Linked DNA regions of Sus scrofa: region 1 is linked to region 2. The links are chromatin contacts, called in public HiChIP or PLAC-seq maps. All regions are on one chromosome and are shown on one strand. Each heading gives the region's core, a stretch centred on a gene start, on an enhancer-like site or on the middle of the called end of the contact. The rest is flanking DNA. Distances are from core to core; before and after follow the strand shown. Region 1 overlaps AKAP6 (A-kinase anchor protein 6). Region 2 overlaps AKAP6 (A-kinase anchor protein 6).

Region 1 (4,667 bases), core at 989-3,488, 89 kb before region 2:
ATCAATGACTGAACAAAGAAGGCACAGTTCTTTCCCGACCAGATCCATCAGCTTCATCTCTCGGGAAGCATAATGAGGGATCCATTTAAAGCAGCTGAGAAGAAAATTGCCAACTTTGTTGGGTATGCAAATGCTAGCAAAATATTTAAGTTTGCTGTGATAGAGAGACTCATAGTTTGAACAGGCAGCAGGAGGTGAGGCTTAGATAAGTCCTGACAATTGAGATAGAAAGGATTGCTTAGAGATTGCATTATTATTAAAATTGGAAATTTTAAAGCTTGATTTTTCTTAAGCCTTAATTTCATCTTATCTGTCTCTTTATCAATATATCTAGTAAGTTTATATAAAAATAAGAGAACTTTTTTGATTAATGTTCAGCTAGCTCCTAAATTTAACACATTAATATCATTCACAAGATTAGTTAAATTTACTAAAATATTTTAACCTTAGATGAGTACTATAAGCCTAAACCAATCCTTCTGTGCACTTAGACAAATTAGAAAAATGTAATAAATCGAATAATAAACTACATTTTTTAGACTAAACATTTAATCAAATTCTTTTTCTTTTTCTTTCTTTCTTTCTTTCTTTCTTTCTTTCTTTCTTTCTTTCTTTTTTTTTGTGCTTTTTAGGGCTGCACTCTCAGCATATGGAAGTTTTCAGGCTAAGGATCAAATTGGAGCTACAGCTGCTGGCCTACGCCACAGCCACAGCAATGCCAGATCTGAGCTGCATCTGCAACCTGCACTGCAACTCTTGGCTATGCTACGGCAGATCCTTAACCCACTGAGTGAGACCAGAGATGGAACCCTCAACCTCATGGATCCTAGTCTGCTTCATTAACCGCTGAGCCACAAAGGGAACTCCTAATCATATCTTAATTTTATTAAAATTACAGCCGGTATCTATTAAATATTTCAAATAAAAACTTTAAGACAATATTATATTTATGATTCTTTAAAACATTTCAAAAATTTTAAATAATAAACACATTATCTCCATAATTATTTGTACTAAATTTAGCACAAAGTGCAGTGGTGTATGTTATCATCTTATACTTATTTACACATTTTCCTAGTGTTTCATGGTCACACAACTAAAGGAGATAGAAGTTTATTGATCCATGATCAGTTCTTCAGTCCAGTTACAGACAGATAGATATAATAAAGTAACACATTGTGGTCCAGAGTGCAAAAGCTGGGTGTTACTTTGGAAACTATAGATTACCATGCTGAACCTTCTTATACATAGTTTAGGGAGTTCTCTTGTGGTGCAGCAGGTTAAGGATCTGGCATTGTCACTGCAGTGACTTGGGTTGCAGCCGTGGCATGGGTTTGATCCCTTGCCTGGGAACTTTCGCATACCATGGGCATGGCCAGAAAATATGCTTCTTACATCATTTATGTCTTCCCTGAAAGTGAGGCAATCTAAGCCCATGGCTATCAGCTGGGACTTAGTTTTACAATCCAGTGTATCACTTGTCCCTGAGGTTATTCTACCTTTATTCAATTTTTATTGTAAACTCTTTTAACATTGTCTTACCCAATACCACCTATCAGGGCTGCAGCTAATGTCCTCATTGAACAAATAGTGTTAATTGACATTTGCACCCCCATCCAGGGTATAAACAATCTTTATAGTTTCCTATCTGTATTATCTGCCTCCATTTTATAGTTGTTCTATTTATGTTGAGGTTTGGCTAAGATGAAATGAAACACTGGATCTTGCGTTGCTGGACTCTACTGAGTAAGCACATGTGTCATGCATTCTGGGTCATGACTTTTGCACTGGTGTAATTATTGTGAATAAACTAAGGGAAATAGTCTTTATGAGATTTCTTTCAGACTTCAATCTATAGAAGGCTAGTGGCTTGTTTCTTAAGAGAAACCAGAGGTTTGAGATGTATTTGTAGATTGAGTTCCTAGGAAGCAGATTCTGAGGCTCTGAGATTGTCATGCTGGAGGCTTATTGGGATGGACCATGGGGAAAACACCCGAGAGAGGTGATGGATGTCAAATCAAGCAGGAGGAAGAGTTGAACCACAGTGCAGCTGCAATAGACGCCTTAGTCACTTCTATGGGGAACTCCACAGAGCTGTGCCTACTCTTTCTCTGCCAGGCATTATACCTCCTCCCACTGAGCAGACATTGAATGTGGAAAGCGCCCAGGGAAGGGTGTGACCTTGGGTGAGGCAGCTGAGGGTAATTCCCAGAGAGGGTCTCAGCTGAGAGCAATAAGCAGCCAACACTCCTGGCAGCAGTGGGCTCAGTCAGAAGTGGTGGGAGAGTATAATGCTTCTCACAGCATTCACTGAAGTGTTTTTATTACTATTACTATTATTATTACTATTATTAGTAGTATTAAAGGGCTTGGCCCAGACAAGATCATGGTCTTTAGCCATGGCACTTAATTCTAGGAGAGGCAGTATAACAACAGGCTGATCTGTATAATGCAAATGAAAATGCCTCTCTTTACTGAGCAGCATTGTGGAGAGAGCATGAAAACATGGCAGTGATGTTGGCAGGGAAATGGCAACAAAGTTCTCTGAACCAACTGTCTCCTGCAGCTGTGAAAAGACACACAGCCTGGCTGCCAACTGTTGGGCTCATTGTGCTTTGGCTGAATCTCATTCCCTCTTATGTCAACTTGCAGTTCTGTGTTGAAGAAAATTGGTCTGGTCTGCCATCATCTCCATCTCTTAGCAACTGAGAGAGATTGAAACAACAGCTGGGTAATTTGATATTGGGAACTTAGAGGTCGTGAAATGGAATATAATGGCTCTTTGTATTAAAAGGAAAAAAGAGAGAAAATGATGTAATTCTAATGCTTAGAAATGTTTGGAATGCCATATGGGTTACAAAGAGTAAAAATCTAGTTTAAACTGGATTGGACTGTTCCTCTCTCAGAATGGTTAATGTGTCCAAAAGCTCTCCCAGATACCTATACTTGCTTAAATATAAGTTCTTATGGAATGTTGGAACTGTGATGTGGAAAGTAGTTTCTATGTTCCTCATTTATTTTCTTTTAGATTGACCTACTGCTTTCTGACCACAAGTTTTGAAACAATGTTTCCAATATAAAGTAGATAACAGCTTAGATTTATACTTTGTTTAGCTTTTTGTGGGCAATGGAATAGGGACCAGAAGTGAAGACAGAAGGTAAGGAGGAGTGGTTCTCAGAGGCAGTGATGTGCTAGAAGCCTGCTTTACAGGACACTCACAACAGGTAATAATGGAATTCTGAGTTTGAAAACTAGAAAATGAAAACCCAAGTGCAATTGTTGATAAGTTATTTTCCCTCTCCCCTGGGGTCAGTAAAGAGAGCATCTGGTTTTCAAATTAGTAAAGCTGAAAAATATAGTGTTTGCTCTCAAAATGAGTCAAATATCATACTCTAATGAAAATGCCAAAGCAGAAAGAGAGTGGGGGGTGGGGGGAGCTAAAAATGCCCAAATAGTGGGGAAAGCTGTTTTCTACTAACTTTCCTATAGGTTTACAATTCAAGCATTTTGCAATTGTTTAGTAAATCTGCCTGGACAAGGTTCCTTTGAAGGGATGTGTGGATTACAGGCAAGGGGACTGAAAATCTAGTGCCTTACATGGTAGGTAACTGCCTGGTCTTGTTTTTCAGAATAACTTGTTCATCCACCATACATGCAGCTTTCATCCCAGTGCAGTGGGCAGAAAGCCATTGTTTTCTTTGCATAGTTAGTGGTTTACTTCCTTGTCACCTTCTCATTCAGTTGCGTCATGGCCCTACTGCTGCTGTAGGTTGAGCAGCCTTGTCTTTTTCCATCAATACTAAGAGAATTTAATTTCTTTCATGTGAACTGGTTCCAGTTCCTCAACAAGTGTTTGGTTTTGTGATGACAACTTTGAAGAAGTGAGGTAAAAATTCATTGAGAAATACATCCTTTCTTCTCATCCATCTACTTCCTTACCTCCCAGCTCCCATTAGACCATATCCATCCAGTTTACATGTGAAGCAGAACCACATGAAACTGTTTTTTTGGTAGGTCAAAGGCAAATATAAGTAATTTCCTTTTTTTTTTTTTTTTGTCTTTCTGCCTTTTCCAAGGCCGCTCCTGCAGCATATGGAGGTTCCCAGGCTAGGGGTCTAATCAGAGCTGTAGCCACCAGCCTACACCACAGCCACAGCAATGTGAGATCCGAGCCACGTCTGCAACCTACACCACAGCTCATGGCAACGCCGGATCCTTAACCCACTGAGTGAGGCCAGGGATCAAACCCTCAACCTCATGGTTTCCTAGTCGGATTCGCTAACCACTGAGCCAGGACGGGAACTCCATAAATACAGGTAATTTCATGTGGTTCAACTTCTACATATACAAACAAGTTCTCTGATTGAAAATATGAGTGAGTCTGAATATTGTCTTTAGTATTCTCTGAGAAGAGAAAAAAAGATTTCAAGGTTAAAGACTGACTGACAAACTTATTTGTAACCAAACTAAATTCCAGATGGGGCTGGCTTGTAGTTTACAAACAGAAAAGAAATAGGTATTGCTTCTTTCAGGAAATAAGCACTTCTCCCTGAAGGAGATGAAGATTGAAGTTCTCTATGTGGGATATATTCCCAGTTCACTTGGTTTTGCATTTAGCTTAAAAATTTTGTTTGGGAGTTCCTCTTATGGCTCAGCAGAAACAAAT
Region 2 (5,370 bases), core at 1,795-4,294:
CACAATCTAAAATTTTGTTTTAAATTCTCGACTTAGAACTTGAGAATGATATGACAACGTAATTCTACGCTCTTTTTATTAAACACTACAATATTTGGCAAGTGTCAAGCGGAAAGTCCTACAATAGGAGAGCAGAGGACAGAAGACAAGTGTAGCCAGTCAGGTTCTCTCTCCCTGTTGATCTTGTACCGCAGTGCACCAGTGCTACATCTGTGTTCCCACCCACCAGAAGGAGAACATGGACAGCACCCAGCTTTCTTCTTACACACAGGACCTGGAAGTTGTACACATCACTTCTGTTCACATCCCATTGGCCCAGACTTTGTGGTATTTAATCACCCAACTTCAGAGGAGTTTGGGAAATGAGCCTTTAGGCTATGAACATTAGGGAGGGAGATATCTCTTAAACCAGTGGCTGGTTAGAATAGAGCTAGTTGAAGGGAAGGGGAATATAAAGTTAGAAAGGAAAGACCATAACATTGATGGACTTTGAATTCCAAGTGTTTGCATAGCACAGACACAAAATAAATACTCTGACGAATGCATGAATAAATGAATACTGACACGATTGAATGTATCATTCAGTTTGAACTTTTTCTTCTAGACCAGGAGTTACAAATTAAATGACTCTAAGAGGGGCAGACAGATAATATAAATGAGTTATATAGTCAGGGAACGAGAGGTTGAATAAACTGGAGGGTCATATCTAGAGGGCAGCCAGCTGCTCAGCTCCAAGTGGTTGTTGCATGAGAGTGTGGGCGTTGTGTGGCAAGATCTTGCAATTTTAAAAAGAAGTAGGAAATCAGGGTTTTTTATGTGATATCTCCTAATTTTTTAAATGCCTGGTCTGTTTATAACAGGCCAAATAAAACACATGATAAGTTAGATTTGGCTTTCAAGTTACTAATTTGCAGTCTCTTTGAAGAAAGAAATTACTTAAAATTTTTGGCCAAGATGGATGATAGTTTAAGGTTAATCTGGCTGTGGTGTGCTGGATACGGCTCTAGGAAAGTGTTTCTGGATTGTGGCTCCACATTATAATCACTGGGGAGCTTTGAAAAATTCCAACTTCAGGCTACACCCAGAGCTATTAAATCATACTCTCAAGGGGTGGGTATTTTTTAAAGTTCCTTCATGCAATTCTGATGTGCTGTCAAGGTTGGGAGCTAGTGCTTTCAGGCTAATTTTGAAGGTTATTGCACAAGCTTGCACATAGCATAAAAGGGTCTGAACTGTGGCTTTGGAAGCCAACCTAAGGAAATAAAGAGACAGAGGTGGGAGATGTCATAAAGTACAAATTTTGTAGGATTTTAAGACTAAGAGAGTGGAGGAAGGGGTCACAAGAGTTAAGATTTCAAGCTTAGGCTTGTGGGGCTAGGAAGTGTAAGGACTTTTAATAAATGGTTCCAAAGGACATGTGAAATTGAGATGTACAATGGATGAACAGGACAGAGGTAAATGTTATCTTATATGCAAATTATGTGGATAAATCCAAGTCGAGAATCCTAAATTAACATATAACATTTTTTTAAAAAAAAAAAGCTAAGAAAAAAGGATGATATTCTTTTGTGTATATTTTATTTGTTGCAATGGCCAGCAAAAACCTGTGAGTTAACATTACTAATGGATTTGTTGAGACAGTATGTCAAGGTCATTGCTCAAGGTTGTAGGAGAAGAACCACAGGGAGCCTAAGCAGATTGCTTCCTGGTTAACGCAGTAGGAATATTTCAGTCCTGCGTCAGTTTGGTTTCTGCAGAAATGTCTGGGTCTTAAGGCTTTATCAATGATGATGTAGCACCACCGTGCGGCTACTGCTAGTCACTGCATCTGGATTTTAGCTTCTGAAATGTATAATTCAGGTGCAGTTTTTTGTTTGGAGTTTTAGACATTAAGATGAAAATAGTTCTTTGCTATTTTCTTGGCATGAAAAAGCTATGATTAAATTACATTTTGTTGGCGTTCCCGTTGTGGTTCAGTGTTAACGAACCCAACTAGTATCCATGAGGATTGAGGGTTCAATCCCTGGCCTCGCTCAGTGGGTTAAGGATCTGGCATTGCTGCAGGGCAGCATAGGTTACAGATACAGCTTGGATAGGTGTTAGATGTGGCTGTGTTGTAGGCTGGCAGCTGCAGCTTCGATTCAACCCCTAGCCCGGGAACTTCCACATGCACAAGTGTGGCTGTAAAGAGAAAAACAAACAATAACAACAAACAAACTCTTGGCATTAATTACCACTTACAACATGTCAGGCAAGATGCTAATACGTTTATTTATATAACATATCATAGCATTTAATTCGCAAGGAAAAATCCCTCTTTGATGAAGACACTTGTTATATCCCCATTTTACCAATGAGGACAGAGATACATAGAGAAGTCAGTAATTTACTTAAGGGTATGAAACTTAAAGGCAGGAGCTCTGGGCTCAATTCACAGCCCTCCACTTTTAAATTATGAAAAACTGAATAAGTCGCAAAAATTTACTGTTTAAATCTCCTAGTCTTTAAAATGGGATATTAATTATATTTGTCACACCACTGCACAGATTATTATAATCACAAAGAGCAAAAGGTCATTATAAACTCCAAAGGCTACATAAATACTAGTTTTATCATTATTGTGACATTTCCTATGAATTCAGGAAATTAGCATCAACAATAGTAGAACTAGAATAAGCATCTTAATTCTGCACCTCTGTAGCATTGTGACCTTGGAAAGAGACGTAACTTCCCAAGCCTCAGTTTCGAAAAATAAACATTCGGAAATAATTGAATTGGGTGACCTCTAAGATACCTCTCAGTTCTGAAATTTTATGAGACAAAGAGGCAAAACTAAGGGATGCAGCTACTTCTCCATAAAAGATTCACTGGAATATATCCCTTCAACATGGAATTTCTTTCTGTTCCATGGAATTCTGGGTGAATTCCCCTTAGAAGACCCTAATGGTAAGCGAGTGTGAGGCTGTGACGTTCATGAGCCTGGCGCTCTGAACCTCTTCATGCCTCATTCCCAGCACTGAAAGATGAGAAGGGCCAGACATCCTAGAGGAATTTGGGGCCTGGCCAGAGTGTGTAAGATGCCAAGAGACCTGGGACAATGGTGACAGTAAACAAGTGAGTAACCCAGTAAGAATTAACTATGGATTAACCTGAATTTATAGCAAATAAGGTCAGCTAAATGAAGGAAACTGGAAACATTCATTTTGGCAGGTTGGCTGTTGTGATGTCTTAAAGTTAACTGTCAGCACTGCTGTTTGTGCTCTGTTCAGACAGCATGAGGGCAAATCGCTCCGAGAGTGTGGAACGTGTCAGGGTCACTCATGATGTCAGATCATGTCTTCAGCCACCTTCGCAACCCCCACCTGAAGTGGTTAATGCCACCCATATAAAGATGATTGGCCTGAGATTTGCATGGTGAATAAGCAACTTTACCCGAGAAAGGTGCTGCCTGTCAGCTCAGGCCCAGGAGCTTTCCATTTTTCAGACTGATGGGGTTCTGTGCATTTGTCACCTAGGTTGCCTTGCCCGTTTCCTCTCTTGCAAAAATAGGGTTAAAAGTAGAGGTCTTTTTGACGATTAAATGTGTTAAAATGTGTAAAGAGCTCAGAATAGTACCTGGAATGTGCTAAGCATTCGGTAAATGTTATCTCCTATGATCGTTATTGTTGTTATTACTACTCTGGGAGGGGAGGGGTCCGGCCTTAGCAGCTCTTTGCATGTAGATGGCTTTGGCCTTTAGGGATCAAATGCCATCACCCGGTTTTCTCCTCTTATCTTCAGCCTTCTTGGTCATTATGAAGCTTCAGCCTCCTACCCAACCCCACCCACAATGGTTAAGGCCACCACTCCTCCTTCCTAGGACCGGTGGCAGTCTCCCTAGATTCCTGCACCCCTCTTCTCTGTGAGACCCTGGGCCTTCTGCCTTGATGGATGAATCTTACGCCGTATTACAGATAATTCTCCTCTAATTGGCCCAATAATTTTAGTTAATGCACTTCTCTGACACCTTAGGAAGTTTATGCAGGGAAATTTATGCTATGAATGTGTGTTCAGATAAATACAAACAACCTTCTAGTTTATAATATTGTCACACAGCAACCTTATAAATATTACATATTTATTTATAATTTGTATTTATACATATTTATAATATTTATTTATAATTATGTACTTATAAATAATAATTCCCGCAGCACTCTTTAACCAGAGGGAAGGTCATTACACTGTATTATGGGAGGAAAACCCACAGGTTTAGAACTATCCCTCAGACCCCTGGCTGCTAAAGATGGAAAAAGTGAGAAAATGTGTTGGTAGCACTAGGTTGGGGTGATTGGCTGGGAGAAGAGTGTTAAGCTGGATCTTGTAGGATAGCTCTGGGGAGAGTGGGTAGGAAACATTGGGAAGATGTGAGGAAGTCACCAAAGACCAGCACCCTGTCTAACTGCGAGAGAACAGGTAAGTCATCCAAACATCTCTGACTTTGAGGAGGCTCTCGATGCAAAAACCACAGGTGTTTTAATGGTCAGAAAGGCATGAGGAATTGTCAAACTCAGCAACCTCATTTTACAACTAGAACGTGCTTCTGCTGAGAGGGCTTCTTCCTATTAGCACATCTGTGTCTCCTGGTTACACCAGATCTGCAAGCTTGTCACAAAGGGGCAGCAAGGACTTATTTTTTTTCCCCCCCGATCAACCTGAAAATGTTCCTCGTGCCCCTCAGATGTTGACTCCTAATCTTTGTATTCCTGAGGGACTTTGAGGCAGATTGCCCTTCTCTGAATTTGGTCTGTTTCACAGTTGATTTGGGGATACAGCTGGTATCAGGAACCACTGAGACAGACTCAATGAAGGACTGGGGTGAATAAAATTGAGTGCCTTGCACTGTGGGGCCTCAACCTGTAAAAGACACAGTGGCTCTGCCCCTATACACTGTTGCTAGGTCTCATCCACGCCTGTGGTCTCCAGTACTAGCTGTGTGCTGCTTTCTCTATCCAGCTCCGCATCTCAGAAACCAAACTCTAATAGCAGGCTTATCACATGCCTACAACTTACTTCTTCCTTCTAGATATATTATTGCTTCTTTCAAAGAATAGTATGTCCAACCAAAATTCAAAGTTGGCGGTCATCTCAGATTCTAACAAATTTCTGACATTTTTTATCCATCACATTCAACTGGTCTTGTCCATTTTAATTTCTGTCTCTCTCTGCAGTCGTGCGTGTTCCCTCTATGTCTGCTGTTGCCACCTCAGTCTAGCCCTCATCGAATTTTTCATAGAGTAGGGTAGCAGCCTTTTAACTGGCTTTTCCAATCTTAGCCTTACACCTGACAACTCACTCTTCATGCTGAGCCACGGTGAGTCTTCTAAGATG

The links. HiChIP or PLAC-seq counts read pairs in DNA pulled down with a chosen protein or histone mark.
Region 1: a contact with region 2 is called in an H3K27ac HiChIP or PLAC-seq map of skeletal muscle. The contact joins two enhancer-like sites. A contact is called at or near these places in 14 of 47 Hi-C or Micro-C datasets (adipocytes, alveolar macrophages, embryonic fibroblasts and 8 more) and 1 of 2 datasets of contacts at active chromatin or transcription factors (skeletal muscle).

What each region holds. Positions count from the first base shown.
Region 1 is chr7:67,245,387-67,250,053 of Sscrofa11.1, reverse strand. All of the region lies in intron 4 of AKAP6 (A-kinase anchor protein 6), which reads left to right. Among named protein-coding and RNA genes, the nearest start is that of AKAP6, 210 kb to the left of the region's middle. Within about 2 kb of position 2,238, at least 15 of the 83 cell types and tissues checked have an H3K27ac peak or open chromatin away from gene starts, as enhancers often do. A contact at or near this core is called in fetal skeletal muscle and skeletal muscle, where this site is marked.
Region 2 is chr7:67,156,830-67,162,199 of Sscrofa11.1, reverse strand. All of the region lies in intron 6 of AKAP6 (A-kinase anchor protein 6), which reads left to right. Among named protein-coding and RNA genes, the nearest start is that of AKAP6, 300 kb to the left of the region's middle. Within about 2 kb of position 3,044, at least 10 of the 83 cell types and tissues checked have an H3K27ac peak or open chromatin away from gene starts, as enhancers often do. A contact at or near this core is called in fetal skeletal muscle and skeletal muscle, where this site is marked.